2 separate regions of the Ovis aries genome follow, and region 1 is linked to region 2. A link is a contact called in public Hi-C data. All regions are on one chromosome and are shown on one strand. The core of a region is the stretch at or near the end of the contact, and the rest is flanking DNA. Distances in the headings are between cores, read along the strand shown.

The links. Hi-C and Micro-C count contacts between places; a contact is called where the count stands out from the background.
Region 1: a contact with region 2 is called in a Hi-C map of liver, with 4 times the contacts expected there. The contact joins two enhancer-like sites. A contact is called at or near these places in 6 of 16 Hi-C or Micro-C datasets (blood, liver, muscle and 2 more).

What each region holds. Positions count from the first base shown.
Region 1 is chr10:18,672,219-18,678,315 of ARS-UI_Ramb_v3.0, forward strand. No RefSeq gene overlaps it. Among named protein-coding and RNA genes, the nearest start is that of RCBTB2, 39 kb to the left of the region's middle. Within about 2 kb of position 3,898, at least 10 of the 54 cell types and tissues checked have an H3K27ac peak or open chromatin away from gene starts, as enhancers often do. A contact at or near this core is called in liver, where this site is marked.
Region 2 is chr10:18,473,870-18,480,561 of ARS-UI_Ramb_v3.0, forward strand. The region is part of intron 2 of RB1 (RB transcriptional corepressor 1); the gene reads left to right. Among named protein-coding and RNA genes, the nearest start is that of RB1, 18 kb to the left of the region's middle. Within about 2 kb of position 4,977, at least 11 of the 54 cell types and tissues checked have an H3K27ac peak or open chromatin away from gene starts, as enhancers often do. A contact at or near this core is called in liver, where this site is marked.

The sequences.
Region 1 (6,097 bases), core at 2,648-5,147, 200 kb after region 2:
CTTTCAAGAAAAATGCCATCTCTCAAAGGTCCCACTTCCTAATACCAACACCCTGAGGGTTAGAATTTCAACACAAGAATTTCTGGAGAGAGTAAATATTCATTCCACTGTATTTGATGTTGCCATCTGGAAATAGGAAGCCAGTGGTTTAGTCTGCAATAAGCCAGAACCTGAATAAGCCAGCTTACCAGTAAATCTGGATCATCACCTTCTCAGGTGGCTTGGTGGTAAAGAATCTGCCTGCCAATGCAAGAGATTCAGGAGACACTGGCTTGATTCCTGGGTCGGGAAGACCCCCTGGAGAAGGGAATGGCAATCCACTCCAGTATTTTTGCCTGGGAAATTCTATGGATAAAGGAGCCTGGTGGGCTACAGTCCATGGAATTGCAAAGAGTTGGACACGACTGAGCAACTGAGCATACACACACATCTGGAAACAGGAAAACAGTGGTTTAGTTTGGAATAAGCCAAGACCTGAATAAGTCAGGTTAGCAGTTAACCAAGATCATAAGTAGTATGTATTAAATGAAGAAATAGGGCCCAGCCAAGGCCAGGATGTCATGCAGTCCGGATGCTTGTCTCTGTGTTGATCATCTCCTGGCCCTTGTTGTTCATTTCTGTCTGCCTCTCCCTCTGTGGAAGGGCCCACACTGGTATTTAACACAATGGTAAACTCAGGGAGAGCTGCAGGGGGTTTTGTATGCTCAGGAAAATGCCGTGTGAACATGGACATTTAATAACTGTTTGCCGTTGGCGGTGGTGATGACAGATTCCCTCCTGGTAGGATATACAGTTCCTGATAAAGCAAGCATTATAGTTTTGCAGTTAATTGTGTGCTTAAATATATGTATACCCAATATAACGTATATAGCATTGCTATGATATTTATGCGTGTGTATTTATACATGCAGGGGTTTCTGGGTGGCTCACTGGTAAAGAGGCTGCCTGCCAATGTAGGAGCCACAGGAGCCGCAGGTTCAGTCCCCGGTCTGGGAAGAGCACCTGGAGGAGAAAATGGCAACCCACTCCAATATTCTTGCCTGGAGAATTTCATGGACAGAGGAGCCTGGCGGGCTGCAGTTCATGCATTGCAAAACGGACCTGACATGACTTCAGTGACTGAGCATGCACGCACATATACACACATACATATATATACATATATACACACACAGACACAGGCACACATATCTTGTGCCTTTGGCTTTGTGGTTTGATTGTTGTAGATTATATTCGAAACTTTCAGTGCCTTGAAAGCATTGGATCCCTTGACCTGACATTCTGTTCTGGCGGTGCCAAGGTGCTGATGAGATGTCCGAAGGGCTGCGTGGAGGGCTTCTGAGGGCTCCTTTCACACCTGCCCAGCCATCTTAGTAACAGAACTTACTCTCTGGAAAAGCTACCTCCCACGCCTGTCTCTGATGCTGGAATTCCTTCTACTCGGAGCAAAATCATCTATTTCAGTTCCATTTAATATTCAAATACTCTACTGGAGGCAACCAACACTGACAAGTTAAAACTTGCCAGAAGGCAGTTTTTACGTCTAGAACGAGAAGTGTGTAGCCGCTTAGCTGGGAGTGGATGCGTCAGCAGAAAAAGGAATTGAGAAGAAACCAACACAACACTGCAGAGCAATTATCCTCCAATTAAACATAAAAATTAAAAAAAGAGGAATTGGGAGTCTCGGAGTCAGAACTCATTACTTCACGCTTTTTCTTCCAGCTTCATCTTGCTTCCCCGTCTCATCTTTGAAGAAGTTTCCGTTTCCTGACAGGGTAGTGTTCGATGTGAGCCATGGATTATCTGTCTACATGCTTTATCTGTGCTTTCACTGTAAATTTTTGACCATCATTTATTCAAGACCTGGCAATAATTAACTCCCCATAAGGAAACCACATGATTTTCTTAGTGAAATGACATCAGAACACAATTTCCTGGAGACATTGAGAACTATAAACAGCTATCATCACGTTTAGGGCATTGCATGTCAGCCAGTGCCAAAGTCCTCTTTAATTACACACTGTGTCTGACCTCTCTGGGCACTGCTAGGCTCAAGCAATCTGAGTGAGGTGGGCTTTCAGGGGACGTGGGTGAGCCTTACCTGGGAGTCATGTCGATACAAAATTATCCTGCGTGTTTAACCAAACTCTTCCCTGGAATTGGAGGTAGCGTGACTGTCCAAGTATCAAACACTTTTTTGAGCTGTGCTGTGCTTATTCACTCAGTTGTGTCCAACTCTGCAACCCCATGGACTGTAGCCCGCCAGGTTCCTCTGTCCATGGGGATTGTCCAGGCAAGAATACTGGAGTGGGTTGCCATGCCCTCCTGCAGGGGATCTTCCCTACCCAAAGATTGAACCTAGGTCTCCTACATTGCAGGTGGATCACTGCAGGGTCTGAGCCACCAGGGAAGCCCAAGAATACTGGAGTGAACAGCCCAACCCTTCTTCAGGAGATCTTCCTGACCCAGGAATCGAACTGGGGTCTCTTGCATTGCAGGCAGTTTCTTTAGCAGCTGAACTACCAGGGAAGCACTTTTTTGAGCACCTATTTGCTATTGGAACTCAAGAAATTTTTTTTTTTAAGCAAACAAATAATAATACTGTTTCACTCTTGAAAAAATGTGCTTGACACAGATGCCTTTCTGTTATGAAAAGACAGCTACTCTCTCCTCAAGCCTTCAAATGCTAAAGGTCATTCTTTTCTGAAGTAAAATTATCTGAAAGCAAATAAGGAGAGTTAGCTTCAGTTCAGTTCAACTCAGCCACTTAGTCGTGTGCAACTCTTTGTAACCCCATGGACTGCAGCACGCCAGGCTTCCCTGTCCATCACCAACTCCTGGAGTTTACTTAAACTCATGTCCATGGAGTCGGTGATGCCATCCAGCCATCTCATCCTCTGTTGTCCCCTTGTTCTCCTGCCCTCAATCTTTCCCAGCATCAAGGTCTTTTCAAATGAGTCAGTTCTTCGCCTCAGGTGGCCAAAGTATTGGAGTTTCAGCTTCAACATCAGTCCTTCCAACCAATGCTCAGGACTGATCTCCTTCAGGATGAGTTAGCTTAGAGAGAACCATTAGGAAAAATATTTTTTTTCAGCTCTGTAACATTTTAGCAATGCTGCCCTCTTCAGGATAAAACTAGAATTTCAGCTCCCCAGTTTATGTTAATATATTTCCCAACACTGGTTAATTTGAAGAGAACTTGAAGGTCTAGGGATCTTTATCTGTAGAAATCCCTAAAAGGATTTTAATCCATTTTATTTTACTTTACTATTTTATTTCATTTCATTCATTTTAAAGTTGACATCTAGGGGCTTTCCTGTTGGTCCAGCCGTTTAGCCTCTACACTTCCGCTGCAGGTGGCATGGGTTCCAACCCTGGCCAGGAAACTAAGATCCCAGGCAGGGTGGCAAAAATTAAAAATATATATATTTTGAAATAACAAAAATGAATGAAATGAAATAAAATAGTAAAGTAAAATAAAATGGAGAAAAAAATGCCCCCTGAATCTCCTCATGGGCAAAGTCAGTCCTCACTGTCAAGCCAGTGGACAAATTAAAATTGCATTCTCACAGGGGAAAAAAAAAAGTTTTTACTCAATCGTTTTCCATTCAAGAAACTGTTTTGTGGTGGCAACCATGGTATTCTTGTCTTGGATACCGAGGCAGGTGAGCAGCTAGGGCAGGGCAGGCTGATGGCTGCTCTGCCCTGCTAGGATTTCCTTCCAGAAAGCTCCTTCTGCTTTGCTCTCACGGGACTTTCCTCTCTCGGATCTGAAGTTTCCTTTGGCTGGGTTGTTTGGTGCGTGCTTTCACACACTGGGACCGTGTATGTGGTAAGACGTGTGAGATGGTCGGAGGTGTCTCTCTCTCTTTTGTTAAGTGGGAGAAGGGTGACGAGGAGGTGTAAACAAGAGTGAGGGCATAGGCTGAGTTCCCACAGCTACTTCTGGGGCAGTACAACAGAGATGTTGAGGATGTGGGAAATAGTTTCTGTGGCCTGGCCAAGTGGTAACGTCCTCCAGTGTGCAGACAGTTGACCTAATTCCCCTGAGGAGCAGTCACTGGAGAGCCACACTCTGACCACAGCCAGGCTCTAAGAAGCCACTCGTATTCAAGCGGCTCCTCTTCTCCCTCCACTCTTGCCCTGGCCTTTGCAGGCAATGGCTTTCCCTTGGGGTCACCTGGGGGGCAGGCTTGTGATATGCCTCTGTCATTGTGTAAAAGCTGTTGTTGTTCAGTTGCTCAGTCGTGTCCGACTCTTTGTGACCCCATGGACTGCAGCACGCCAGGCTTCCCTGTCCATCACCATTTCCCAGAGCTTGCCCAAACTCATGTCCCTCGAGTCAGTGATACTATCCAATGATCTCATCCTCTGTTGTCCCCTTCTCCTCCTGCCCTCAATCTCTCCCAACATCAGGGTTTTTTTCCAATGAGTCATTTCTTCACATCAGGTGGCCAAAGTGTTGGAGCTTCAGCTGCAGCATTAGTTCTTCCAATGAATATTCAGGACTGATTTCCTTTAGGATGAACTGGTTGGATCTCCTTGCAGTCCAAAGGACTCTCAAGAGTCTTTTCCAACACCACAGTTCAAAAGCATCAATTCTTTGGCACTCAGCCTTCTTTACAAGCCAACTCTCATTATCCGTCTGTGACTACTGGAAAAACCATAGCTTTGACTAGATGGACCTTTGTTGGCAGACTGATGTCTCTGTTTTAAGATTATGTTTCTAGAAAGGAACTCTCTTCTCTGTCTCTCTTGAAGATTTGATGATAACTTTTGGTCTCTAGCTACTTAGCAAAAATTAATGCCACCATCCAGCACCTCTTTCCACATATGTACGGGAGAGGAGCCTAGGATGGACATAGATGATGAAGCCAGAGGGCCTGGGTGAATGTGGGGATGTGAGGATGATCTAGCCTCTGCCTCAGGGAACTTGAACACCAGACTAAGCCATTCCAGGCCAGGCACCACCTGACCCCAGCCTACCTTTCTAGGCTCAGCTCTTACTGTCCTCTACATCCTACTGATAAGACCAAAATGTCTTCCTCACACACCCTATACTGTCCCCTATTAGAGTCTAGCTTGCTTGGATCCTCGTCTTGTCATCAAAAGCCACTTTCAAGGCTGAAATACTGTTTTCTGATTATTCCCCAATACAATCCTCTCGCCTTCCTCCTTAAAAAAATTATTTATGTATTTTAATATTTATTTATTTTTTATCTTATTTGGCTATACCAACTCCAGTATTCTGGCCTGGAGAATTCCATGGACAGAGGAGCCTGGCAGGCTATGGTCCATCGGTGCTGCAAAGAGTCAGACTCAACTGAGCAACTTTCACTTTTTTTTTAGGTCCTTGTTGGGACATGCAAGATCTATTTCTCTGACCAGGGACTGAACCTAGAGCCTCTGCATTGGGAGCATGGAGTTGTAGCCACTGGACCACCAGGGCAGTCCCTTTCCTTCCTCTTAATAGTATGATATTCTGTGCTTTTTTACGACATGCCTTGTATTTTGCCTTGTGCTATAATTAGTCAACTACATGTCTCACGGTCCTTTGAGAAGAGAGAGACAAATTCATCTTTCTATTTCCCAGCTGTCTAGCTCAATATCTGGTATGGAGCATGGGCTCCAAAAGTATTTCCGGTCCCAGGGCCATCCCACACCACTGCTGTGTGGGTTCATAAAATACACCTTCCACGTAAATGCCCAATTCTGTTTTCTCAGATCCAAGCAAGCACTTCTTCTCATCACACATTTCAAGGATGACATAATTTCTGAAACTTGGTAGTTTCTTCTGGAATTCCAGCCAAAGGCATCTGTGAGGTAAAGTAGTTGTGAGTGCGATCAGGAATTTTGTCATGGATGATGATGACACCCTCTGGGTGACCTTTGTGAGGCCCTGCCTGCTGCTTCTAGGTCAGTAGACCTGAGTTGAGTGATGGAAGGCTGTGCATCAAGGGAAAACCAGGAAGCTCAGTCTGATTCATCTTTTTTTTCCTCTCCTATAAGAGATACTTGGAAGAAAAGCAATGACAAACCTAGACAGCGTATTAAAAAGCAGACATTACTTTGCCTACAAAGGTCTGTATAGTCAAAG
Region 2 (6,692 bases), core at 3,727-6,226:
CTTTCTTTGGGATTGAGATGGATGCCCTTTATTTCTTTTTCTTAGCCAATTGCCCTGGCTAGAACCTCCAATACATTGTTACCTTTTTCCTGAACTTAGTGGGAGAACATTCAGTCTTACTGTTACCTCTGATGTGGGCTTTCTGGAGATGCCTTTGTCAGGTTGAGGAACTTTTTTTTTGTTCCAGTTGTGTTGAGTATTTTGTCAAATGGTTTGGGATTTTGTCAAATGATTTTTTTCTGCATCTATTGAGACAACTGTATGTTTTTTCTCCTTGTTAAAATGTATTATATTCTTCTGAGATTTTAAACCAACATTGTGTTTCTAGGAAAAGTTTCACTTGTTTATGGTACGTAATTATTCTTATATATATATACACATATATTTACATTTTGTTTCCTTGTATTTTGTTCAGCATTTTTATGCATTTGTTCATAAGAGATTTGATCTCTATCTTCTTTCCTTACAGTGTCTTGTCTGATTTTAGTGTCAGGGTAGTACTGACTGCTGAAGGAGATGGGAATTGTTTCCTTCTCTTCAGCTTTTATGGAGCATTTTGGTTAATTGATGGGCTTCCCTGGTGGCTCAGATGGTAAAGCATCTATCTGCAGTGCAGGAGACCAGGGTTTGATCCCTGGGTTGGGAAGATCCCCTGGAGAAGGAAATGGCAACCCTCTCCAGTACTCTTGCCTAGAAAATCCCATGGATGGAGGAGCCTGGCAGGCTACAGTCCATGGGGTCTTGAAGAGTTGGACACAACTGAGTGACTTCACTTTCACTTGGTGGTGGTGCTCCTGCTAAGTCACTTCAGTCGTGTCTGACTCTTTGCAACCCCCTAGACGGTAGGCCACCAGGGTCCCCTGTCCCTGGGATTCTCCAGGCAAGAACACTGGAGTGGGTTGCCATTTCCTTCTCCAATGCATGAAAGTGAAAAGTGAAAGTGAAGTCGCTCAGTCGTGTCCAACTCTTCCTGACCCCATGACTGCAGCCTACCAGGCTCCTCCGTCCATAGGATTTTCCAGGCAAGAGTCCTGGAGTTGGGTGTCATCGCCTTCTCCGTTCACTTGGTGAATTGATACTAATTCTGCTTTAGATGTTTGAATTCATCAATGAAACCAGCTGAGCCTGGACTTTTCTCTGTGGAGAGGTTTTACAATTACTAGCCTAGTCTCGTAACTTTGTTACAGGTCTTTTCAAATTGTCAGTTTCTTTTTGTGTTGGTTTGGTCATCTCTGTCTTTTTAGAAGTTTGTCCATTTAATCTAAATTATCTGATTTGTCAGCAGGCAGTGGCTTATAGCATTCCTGTTATGATTCTTTTTAAAATTTCTATAAGGTTGGTCTTAATATCCTTATGTCATTTCTAATTTTAACTAATTTGAATCTTTTTTCTTGATCAATCTTTTTTTCAAAAAACCAATTTTTGGTTTTGTTGATTTTTCTCTACTTTTATACTCTGTAAATTTAATCAAACCATTTCTTCCCTCTTCACCATTTAGTGTCTTAAACTTAATATATATGTCGGATAGCATTATTAAAGTTCATCATGAGCTTTCATCATGAACTACTCAGATATATCTAACATGTAATTGTAGATAATTGTTATAATAATATGTAATTTGACTGCTATTTTTACTGCAGCATATATTGTTTTTTCTGAGGACCCATGGAAGGAATTTTACTCTCATCTCTGAATGAAGACTAGCTAGGCTTCTTCGGAGAAGAAATTTTATTTTATTTTGTGGTCATTATGACTCTTGTAACTGTTAACAGATTTGAATGCCAACTTTCAAGGCATAGCATGTAGTTCTTCTCACTAACATCTTTCTTGTCATTTTTTTCCATTTTTCTATATTTCCCTTTCAGTATTTCAAAGAAATATATATTTCTATATGAACATGCATATATAAATGTATATTTATATATAAACACACATATATAGTCGAAACTCATAGTATTAAAGTGAGAAGTGAATATCCATTGCTCTCTTTGTATTCCCACCTTTATAGAAATAACCACTGATAAATTTTTATTCATTCTGCCCCTCTAACCCTTCCTCATTTCCCCCTTCACACACACACACACACACACACACACACACACACACACACACACACACACACACAGAGGATTTTTTTTTTCCACTGAGGTTTTATTATTTATTTATACTTTTTAACCAATTTAAGTAATTATTGATGCTTTTGGAATAGGCAATAGATTCAGATGGTTTAAGATTCAAAAGAAATAAAAATGTAAGCAATGAAAACCTCTCTCATTCTTTCCCCTAAGTTACCTACTTCTCCTCCATAGGCAGCTAATAAAAGTTTCTAGTTTTTGTGTTTTTCTGTACCTTGCTTTTTTCATGTAGTGAAGAGTACCTCTGCTTCTGTGTTTAGCTTAATCTTTTTAGCGGATGTATTTTCCATTGTATGGACATGTAATTTATTTATATATTCCCCTAGTAACAAACATTTAGTTTATTTTTGAACATTTGATACTACAAACTGCTGCAGTGAATAGCTTTATATATACATTTAGTGCACAAATAAGAGTACTTTTGTAATGTTGGTTCCTAGAAGTGAAACCACTGGGTCAGAAGACATTTCACATTTACAAAATTTAATAGATTATGTCTTTGTTCATAGGATAGTATCTTGGTGATATCTCGCTTTTCCAATAAGGCCTAGCACTGTTTAATACTATGCTCTGCCCTAGTTCTCCCTTAGATTTTCTCTTCACCTTACCCTGCTTTTTGTTTTTAATTGAAGTTTACAGTGTGGTATTGGTTTCTGGTGTACAGTAAAGTGATTCAGTTCTGTGTGCGTGTATTCTTTTTCAAATTCTTTTCCATTATGGGTTATAACAAGATATTGAATATCTTGTTTCTCCCAAGCTCTTTCCCTTTTGGTAACCCATAAGTTTGTTTGCTATGTCTGTGAGTCTTGTTCTGTTTTGTCTGTGAGTTCATTTGTATTGGTTTTTAGATTCCACATGTAAGTGATATTATATGAGATTTGTCTTTGACTTAACTTTGTATGATTAGGTCCGTCCATGTTGCTGCAAATGGCATTAATGATTTCCTTCTCTTATATGGCTGAGTGACATTTAGTTGGTTATATATACACCACATCTTCTTTATTCATTCACCTCTCTTTATTCTGCATGTTAGAAGTAGATACCAGAAGAATGGTAGCTACCAGAAGAATATATCACATTCCATATAGCACCTTTTCCCCTTAGGATTGAAATGACTGTGGAGAGTTACAGGCTTCCAGGTTTGCTAGGGTATCTTCAACTTCAATTTAATAGGACCGTTTGTTTTTCTGTACTTTAAACATCTTTATGCCCTATATAATTTAGATGCAACAGGTGTTGTTTTGAAAGAAGTGATTATAAATACTCTCTCAGTGAATCAGTTTTTTTCCTTATGTACATTATAATTTTAAAGGCCTGATATTCATAATTATTGATGTTCAGATTGGTAATTATTTCTATCACATGTTCAGCTATAAACAAGTAGTCAAGTTTATATGAGACCTAGATATTTAGGAGAGTTTTGAAGTGAGTTATTTTTGTCAAAAATGCCTGTCCCTTTTCTGTTTTACCTCTTTTCAGTATGTGCCTTGATTTTTCTCATTCTGCAAACCATTTTTAAGATAAGTTGAATCAGATTTATATTGCAGTCAGAAACCACCAAACTTTCCCCCACCTTAGATCTCTTTTAGAAAGTGTACCAAACTTTATTAAATAAAAATTTTTCCTAATTTTATTCAAGCCTGACAGCCCTTGCTTTTTATCAGTATAAAGGTAAATTGTGTTACCTTGCTGCATTGAATTCTAGCAAAGGTAAAACACTTGCTACTTTAGTTACTAAGGCATTATTGAAAGTAAACATATGGGTTCCCTTAAGTTTTAAAAAATTTAAGCAAATTTGCCAAAGATTATCATTTTATGATTTGAACCCTAGAGACTCCCAGACCACAGGACTTCAGTGATCAATGATCTCTTTCATTTTCCCTTCCAACTAAGATTCTTTTATTCTAATGCCAACTCATTTATTCAGTAGTTATGTTTTCATTTTTTCAAATGATATTGGTGGAATGAATGGACATGTTAACTTTGAAAAATACCATTTATACACATAATTAAATCTGAGTTGTAGTAATTGACTTCCTCACTGTTTTTCGTCTTTGTTTCTAAGAGGGGTGGACATCAGTTAATGAGTAGTTGTCTTAATATGGTGGCTGTTTTCACTGCTCTATGGCTCTATCTTCTTGGGTGGATCATTTTTTGGGCCTTTGACTCAGTAAAGCAGAGAGCTTGACTAGAAACTAAATTCCAGGTCAGTTATGTATTACAGGTTCAGGAAGTGAAGACTGTAATTCATTTCTTTGTGTGAATTAATCCTGCTTATTGTCAGTAGCTGATCAATGTGTGATCAGGAGATAAAGAAATTGTGGTAGGACCAATATTCTCACCTTAAAACTTTTTACTAGGGGGAAAAATGAGAAAGTCAAAAAGTCAAAAGTCATTCTATCCTATGCTGGGTTATGACTATTGATGCTGCTTTTAAAAAATATATACATTTAATGTTAAATTAGTGCTGGCCATTGTACTAGGTTCTTGGGGGTTCAGCAGTGTACTTAGTGTGATTATGCCTTCAAAATCTTACAAACTAGTTGAGATAGGGACAATTGAACAATCTAGTAAACTGAACTTGAGTTTAGTTAGGTGCTTAAATAGTCCTAACCACTGAATTCTGTAGAAGTTCTTAGCTCCAAGTACTCATCTCTTGGGCAGAAGACTAGAGGAATCTGAATTTGCCAAGAACATATTTTTCTGGGAGTAGAGTCAACTCTTTCCCCACAAAGGCATTGTGTAACTGGATGGCTAATTCAGTTGGTGTTTACCTCTGCATGTTGAATCAAAAATATGATCGAGCACAAGTGAAGTTAGCATTTGTATTCTTCTTGGCTGTGCTACTCTTGCCTTCTGATTCTTGAGAGCACATCAAGAATTTCGTTAGCACTCACTGCTGTCAGCTGATATTATGCAAGCGAGAGGGAGGATTTTCTGGCATATTAGCATGTTATTTCTTTTGTTCTTACATATAACCCTGGTAAGGAAATCCAGGAGGGGAAGATATAAAGGCAGGCCTTAGCCTCTCTACTCCTGTAATACATTTAACTTGTAACTTTATTGCTAATCACTCATTACAGTCTCATGAATCTGGTGTAAGGATGTATCCTTTTGACCCTGAGATAAAGAGCGTGTTTACTATGGCTTATTTCCATCATTTTCATGGTTGATATATTAAAAAGTAAAGATAAGAGAGAGTAGTGTTTTTAACTTTTAAAATTTCAGGTTAAATTCATGCTAGTTATGTTAACCTACTTTTCAGTAAGATAACCTACTTTTCAGATGTTTCTAAGATGATTTATGTTACCACTTGGGGGAGCTCTTTTATAAGTTAGTGCATCGTAAAAGAGCAAGTGTTGGATTGGCCAGAAACTTTGTTCGGTATTTTCCATAAACTATCATGGGGAAAAAGACTCAACAAACTTTTTGGTTAACCCAGTAGAAGTCATATCACTAACTCAGGGTTACCAGTTGGGTGGTTTAAGTAAACTAAACTAAATGATAGCTTAAATGAGTAGTCTCTTAAGTGTTGATTATAGATTTTCATTTAAACTGTAGTATATGTAATTAAAGTTTTACTATTTTAAAAATTTTTCTCAAGAATATTCATAATTTTTCCTCTCACCTGTTTTATATAACTTTAGTACTTTTTAATTGACTTGCTTTCCCCTCTATTTTATAATTGTAGGTAATTTAGAAAATATACCTAGGATTAATGAAAACCATTTGTAATCCTACCACCTAGAGATAATAGTTAACATTTTGATATATTTTTGCCTATCCTTTCTTTTAAAATTTTTCAACAAATTGGAGTCAAACACAGAATTTTGTATTCTGATGTTTTTTTTTTCTTTTAATGTGTCTGTTTTTTTCCCCATGTCCTTATAATCTTTGAAATGTTTTCTAAGAGTCTTATGTAGCTCCTGATACAGCTCTATCATAATTTATTTAACTGTTCTATTTAAAAATATTTAAATGTTTCCCACTATTTTTGCTGTTGTAAGTAATTCTTTGAACATTTATTATACTAAATCTTAGTAATTATTTTCATTGGATAAATTCATAGAGATAAAACTGAACTCTTAAGGCTCTTGATGCAAATTAGCAAAATGTCCTTCAATTAACACTCTTCTGAGGTTCTTATATTCAAAATATGTTTATTGAAAATTACTGTCTTTTTCTTTTGCAAAATGCTTTTTCTTATCCTTTCCTCATTTTTTTCCTTCTTTCATTTATTTTTTTGTGATTCTTTTGGCTGAGTAAAACTTGCTTTTCCTCTGTTTTAATGGTTTCAAAGGTGCTATTCCTAGGCCATTACATAATTCTCAACTAAATTTTTGAGGAAACAATTCAGTTACAAATTTTGGGTTGTAATTGCCTTTGGAAAATAGGGCCTATATCTTGAGACAGCAGTGAGGGCTGGAAAGCAAGATGAGTCACGTGAAACATCTGTATCGAGGAGTTGGGGCTGCTGTAGAAGTGGATGAAGCTACAGACGGCAGAAGGAAAAAGAAGGTGGTGGGGAAAAGTCTTTGGAATTAGGAAACTCAGAAG